Regions from separate parts of the Mus musculus genome. Here region 2 is linked to region 1. The links are chromatin contacts, called in public Hi-C maps. All regions are on one chromosome and are shown on one strand. The core of a region is the stretch at or near the end of the contact, and the rest is flanking DNA. Distances in the headings are between cores, read along the strand shown.

Region 1 (3,156 bases), core at 247-2,746:
GGTGAGGTCTGAGCTGGACTCTGAAGGACTAATGGATGAAGAAGGAGAGCTCCCGGGGAGGGTAAACTTTGGTTTGCACAACTGCAGCCTGTGCAAAGCCTGCCCCACAGATAGCAGGGAGAGGGGTCCCCTGAGAACCTGGGTGGAGTCAGACACGTCCTCCGGAAGCCAAGGGCATGCTTGTCTGGGGTGGAATTTGAGGTTAGTTAGCCACCAGGGCAAGGAAGGGCCGAAGGTGTCTGGCAGTGGGCAGCTGGCAGGTAGGCTCAACCATGGTGAGTGTGGTTTAGGCCATGTGAGAATCATGAGCTTGAAAGAGTGACCTATAGCAACCAGAGAATGGGGTGGAGCACTGTTGGTAGTGTGTTTACTTAGCAAGCACAAAAGCCCTGGGTTGGAGTTCCAACATCCCATAGAACTAGGTGTTGTGACATCCGTCTATACTTCTTCTCTTGGGAGTTGGAAGCAGGAGGATCATACATTTAAAGCCAGCCTGGGTTACTTAGCAAGAAGACAACAAGGGCTGCTTGAGACCCTGTTTCTAAATAAATAAATAAATAAAAACATAGAAAAAAGTATTCTGAAACAAGCAAGGGAAGAAGGGCCCTCCTCCCTTTACCTACTATGTCACATGATGCATCATGCATGAGTCCATGGAGCTCAGCAAAGGCCCTTAGGGACCAGTCTATCTGCTGGGCCAGTGCACAGGAGTCCTGTTGCCGCCAGACTCAGAGCTGCAGGTCCCAAGTCCTTGGTGGCCTGGGTCACTGTCACCCTACATTAAGAGAAGCAGTTCTGTTATTCACCCATCTCAGATTCATGGCACAGACCTCACCTCTGACCTTTGCCTCCCTTTGTCCTCCCAGTCCCGCCTGGTAGCCATGACCTGAGTCTCCTCATATCTGGGACAATTGCCATATTCCTCTCTCTCCATCACACAGTCTGGGCTTAGCGCCCCTGCATCACCTCACAGGCCCCTCGACTATTATCATTGACTTATTCTGGGTCCCATGGTGAATGACTTGATCTTGGCTCCACCTCTCTGAAGCTAAGTATGGCCTAACTTCCCACACCGCTCAGCCTCCATGTAAACAAGAGGGGGTGATGGGGAGGGTCTGAGCTACGACTCTGTCCCAGATGACTGTCTTAATTGATTTGTCCTTTGTGTATCTGTGCCTCAGTTTCCCTCCTAGAACATGGAGGGGAAACCAGATCTCAGAAAGCCAACCTGTGCCACCATAGACAAAAACCCCAGAACAGCCTTAGTTCTGCTCTACCACAACCCCATTCTGCATGCTGGATGTCAGATCAGCTGTGTGGAGGGGCCCAGGCCCCCATTTGCCTTACACCCATGGGCACCCCGCTCAAGTCCTAGCCCAGCCCCAAGGCGGCTCATCTCAGCACTCTAGGCCACCGTGAGCACAGCGGCTGCTCTTGCCCCTCAGGCGGCCAGGCTGAGCAGATGGCAGGGGAGGCAGCGGGCTGTCAGCTGCTGTTATCTCTTGCTGATGACACGGAGTGTAAATTTTGTTGGCAACACTCCCTCCTGCCTCTGCATGCCACCAGCTTTAATCACTGTAATTGAGTTATAATGAATGATTGTGCATTCACATTGTCTGAGCCAGGCACAGCCGGAACAAGCCAGTGAGCTGGGCGGTCCAGGCAGGGATCTGCACTACTCACAGAGGGGGCATTGCCTCCCTCCGGGCCTCAGACTTGAGTCCCGGGCTTTGCCCGCCTTCAGTTTTCTTCCCCAGTATGGAGGTGGCTATCCCCACAGTGTGTGCATACCTTGTGCTTTACTGTATTATCAATTTGAAATGACAATGAATTCAGACTGTGGAGAATTGGGGAGATATAGATAAACAAGAAGAAAAAGAGTGACAATGATAGAGGCCACTGTGTCCCAGACACAGGGTTATAGTCAAACTGCTGTCCTCTTCATTTTGGTATTCTTTCAGAGTTCATGGCTTTAAAAAAAAAAAAAATTCATTTAAAAAAAAATAGAATCTCTAGCCCAGGCTATTCTTGAACTCACTATGTAGCCAAGGATGACTCTAACATCTCTGTTCCTCTACCTTCCAAGTGCCAAGATCATAGGCATGTACCATTACCTTGGATTTATGCCATGCTGGGGGTGCAGGGGGATGCTAGGCACATACTCTCTGAGCTACAGAGTCAGCCTTTAGATGTCTGTTCTGCTTTGCTTTGCTTTGCTTTGCTTTGCTTTGCTTTGCTTTGCTTTGCTTTGCTTTGCTTTGCTTTGCTTTGCTTTGCTTTGCTTTGCTTTGTTTTGTTTTTGAGACAGGGTTTCTCCGTGCAGCCCTGGCTATCCTGGAACTCGCTCTGTAGACCAGGGGAATCTGCCTGCCTTTGCCTCTCAAGTACTGGGACTAAAGACATGCTCAGACTGCCCAGCTTTTCAGACTTTAAAAAACATGAGAGGAGTTACAGTTGCTGCTCTCCCCCATACTGCTGTAGTGAAGTCTGAGTGAGTCCTCATCACAAGACCTATTGCACCAACTCTGCTGTGGGAGGGGCACTCTCCAGAGCTGTCAGCCTAGGCTCAGAGGCTGTGTGTCCCGCCCCCTCCTACTTCACACAGCTGGAAGGCTGGCTGCCCAGCTGCAACCTCTTGCTGAGCCTGCTTAGGGTAGGGCACTCAGCATGCAAATGACAAATGACTCTGCTCTGAAACATTAGGCATTTCTCCCTCCGCACTTTCTCCAGACCCCCTCTACACAGAGAAGCAAGAGCTTAAGGTTTATCTCTTCCAGGAAACCAGGGGTAATGAGCATCCCCGAGTTCTGCTGCCGCTGGCTGAGTTGGAGCGCAGCTGTGATGGTTAATCTCAGTTGACAACTTGACAGAATCTAGAATCACCTGGGATGGGCCTCTGGGCATGACTAAGGGGAATTCTGTTGATTAGGCTAATTGAGATGGAAAACCCTGCCCACTGTGGGTGGTACCATTCCCATGAGCTAGGATCCCGGACTCTATAAAAAGGAGAAAGTGAGCTGAGCCCCAGCCTCCATTGCTTCCTGACTGCAGGTACAGTGTGACTAGCATCCATTGCTCTCTGCTTCCTGACTGTAGATACAGTGTGACCAGCTGCCACTCCGGCTTCTTCATGTCTCTTTTGTCATCGTGAACTAT
Region 2 (3,156 bases), core at 210-2,709, 210 kb after region 1:
GTCCAGCTCTTAAAGTCTCCAGCTGTAAGTTCTAAGGCAATGGAGGAGAAAAGTGATCCAGTCCACATTCAGTGTCGCACAGCACCACGGCTAAGGGCATGAACTCTGCAGGCAGAGGTCAGACTTAACTCTCCAGCTTCCAACTATGAAGTCTCAGACCAGCGTGGGACTCTCGAACTGACCACGTCTCTTCACCAGCATCACGGGCAGATTGGGTGTTAACATTCACAGCCATTCCCAGAGGCCTGTATCAATGGCAGCACAGGTATGGTACTTACAGAAGGTCTGCACAGATCAGGCCAGGCGGCCTGCAATTACAACTGTCACTGTTGCCACTACTGTACATCCAGTGGCAAAAGTGCCAAACTCTCTGTTTATCCTTAGGTAGGTGAGAACAATCAGAGCTGTCTCCAGATTTAAACTCCAGTTGCCATCAGCAGCCAGATAACCACGACCATGACTGATATATTTGTCTTAGGTAGGGTTACTACTGCTGTGATGAAACACCATGATCAAAGCAACGCGGGGAAGAAAGGGTTTATTTGGCTTACACTTCCCTTTACTGTTCATCACTGAAGGAAGTCAAGACAGGAACCCAAACAGGGCAGGGCCAAGCTGATGCAAAGGCCATGGAGGGGTGCTGCTTACTAGCTTGCTCCCCATGGCTTGCTCAGCCTGCTTTCTTATAGACCCCAGGACCACCAGCCCAGGGGTGGTACCACCCACAATGGGCTGGGCCTTCCCACATCAATCACTAAGAAAATACCTTATAGCTGAACTTAGAGAAGCATTTTCTTTGATGAGCTTCCCTCCTTTCAGACGACTCTAGCTTGGGTCAAGTTGACATAAATCCAGCCAGCACACTATTTAAACATTTTCATTCCAGCTGGCAAGGGCCAGCTTCTCCTATCCTCCTCCTAACCTACCTGACCTCTCCAGGCCTTCCCCAAGAGCTGGAAATAGAAGTCTGAAGTAAGCATGAGAAGGCTGAACCTCTAAGCCGGTTCTAAATGGACTATAATCTAAGCTGGATTATGCTCAGTCAAACGTGAATTTTAAATAAATAATAAAGTTTGAAATGTGAGTATATCCCAAAACATTGCATACTGAAAAAGATTTCTCTCTCTCTCTCTCTTTTTTTTTTCTGAAATTTACCGGCAGATTCTGTGTATATATGTGTGCGTGTGCAAACGCATGTGTGCGCACGAGAGTATGAGCAGTGCTGAGGTTTGAACTTAAGGCCTAGCACCTTGCACATAAATGTTCCCAGTCCGCAAGCTGTATTTTGTCTGGTAATTTAATCTACATGTTTATTTCCTTTCTAGAACAAAGCAAGAAGGGGACTGAAAAGCGGCTAAGAGGATGCAGAGGTCCCGAGAAAAAGCTGAGGCTTGGAGAGACCATGCAGGAGCCAGCAGGGAGGAGGCAGAGGAGGGCAGGGCTGAGGAGGAAGAGCCCTCCCTCTCTGCAGCTGCTTCCTGTCCTCTCACCACCTCCCCCAGCAGTGAGCTGTGGACAGGGCAGAGGATATTGGGCACGTCTCAGAAACCCGAGTGTGCTCTCTGAAATGTCAGCTGAAATAAACCTGGCTGATCCTCCTCGATGGCCCATCACATTAATATCCCCGAAATTCCAAGTGGATTAAAATAACCACGAGCATGACACCGTTTGGAAGGCTGGGGATTTGCTTGGAAGAGGAGGCCCATTGGCGAGCGTTCTCCTAATTGCCGCTTCGTATAAATAGAGTGCTCTTTAATATTGCCACCAGCTCTGGCTGACAGATTTAGATCGGAGCTGTCGAAGTCATTAGTGCCCAGGCCGTGGTAAACCGAGGCTCTGTTAGGGCTGTAAATGGGATTCTCACGGGCCGATCAATCTTACCAAAGCCGCCAGCGTTGCTTGCTGATCTGCAAGGTCCTGAGTGGCCACAGCTTCCCAGAAATGCGCTTGCATCTGTCAGAATTATGAGCAGCTGGCAGCTGACTCAAAGGTCATATTTGCTGCTAGTGTGGAAATAGAATCTCCCCAGTACAAGAAATGCTACTTAGCAGTATATCAATTGCAGGCGGGTCATTACAGGAGTGTGTGTGTGTGTGTGTGTGTGTGTGTGTGTGTGTATGTATGTGTGTTATAGCCTGGCTTGCCTGGGACACACTTTCTCTAGGTTCACACTGAGCTCACAAGCAGGTGTTCAGATGAAATTAAACAGTGACGAGTTTCCAGAGAACTTTGCAGCATGAATGTCCTAAGGAAATTCTTCTGTCACCTGACAAATACTTAGCGTGTGCTCACACTGCCCAAGACTCTCTTCTAGGCACAGGGTAGAGACTTGGTCCAGACATCTCCTAGTCATTGGCTATGTGTCTTTAAACATATTGTCAGCATCTCGGAGTCTTGCGTTCTTCATCTTTAAACGGGGTTTATAATCCCTATTTGTGAGATTCCTAGGAAGACGGGAAGCGGCAAAGGATCCTGAGGTATCAGGAGGGACTGAGCTCCTAGGCACTGTCAGCGATGGTACGGAAATAGATGCCAGGGCTGTACAATAGTGGATGGTACAGGGGAGAGAGCCAGAGGACCAGCATGGTCTGAAGGGGTGAACCACCATGGACACCCCATGAAGAGGGACCAAAAGCCTTCCAGGTATGTCTGCCCTTGGACACTGCGGCATAGTATTTGGACTTTAAAACTATTACAAGAAATCTCCCAACCAGGCACCTTCAGACCCCCTGGAAAGCATTTTATTCTGGCCTGTGCAGTCAGGAGACCACAGTTGCATAAGGCTACTTCTCACTACATGGAGAAGGACTGCCCCACTAAGCTCTGAGCAAATCTCTTCAAAGTCACACAGGAGGCCTGCGTAGAGACACCTGACCCTGGCCTTCTCCTAGGGCATGGCTGTGACTCCCAAGTTTAGGCAGGGCAGGGCCTCTGTCCTCTTAGACTCTACATCTCTGAAGAAGCCATTTGTGACAGAGGTCTTGCTTTGTTTTATTCTTCACAAAACATGTTTGTTACACAAACACAGGAAAATTAGATAAAATATATGGAGGGAAATGAAAATAACGTATGGTCTACCACTTAAAGCTAACACAGTCAATATTTAGGAATACATCTTCTGTGTTCTTTTTGGTCTTTTTCCTTCCCATGTATTGA

The links. A called contact is a pair of places that touch in the nucleus more often than the background predicts.
Region 2: a contact with region 1 is called in a Hi-C map of myocytes, with 2.3 times the contacts expected there. The contact joins two enhancer-like sites. A contact is called at or near these places in 3 of 484 Hi-C or Micro-C datasets (myocytes, nephron progenitors and uterus) and 3 of 115 datasets of contacts at active chromatin or transcription factors (cardiomyocytes, fibro-adipogenic progenitors and pancreatic cancer cells).

Annotation. Positions count from the first base shown.
Region 1 is chr9:61,432,730-61,435,885 of GRCm38.p6, forward strand. No RefSeq gene overlaps it. Among named protein-coding and RNA genes, the nearest start is that of Gm34322, 8.4 kb to the right of the region's middle. Within about 2 kb of position 1,497, at least 132 of the 459 cell types and tissues checked have an H3K27ac peak or open chromatin away from gene starts, as enhancers often do. A contact at or near this core is called in myocytes and uterus, where this site is marked.
Region 2 is chr9:61,644,277-61,647,432 of GRCm38.p6, forward strand. No RefSeq gene overlaps it. Among named protein-coding and RNA genes, the nearest start is that of Gm34770, 16 kb to the right of the region's middle. Within about 2 kb of position 1,460, at least 38 of the 459 cell types and tissues checked have an H3K27ac peak or open chromatin away from gene starts, as enhancers often do. A contact at or near this core is called in myocytes and uterus, where this site is marked.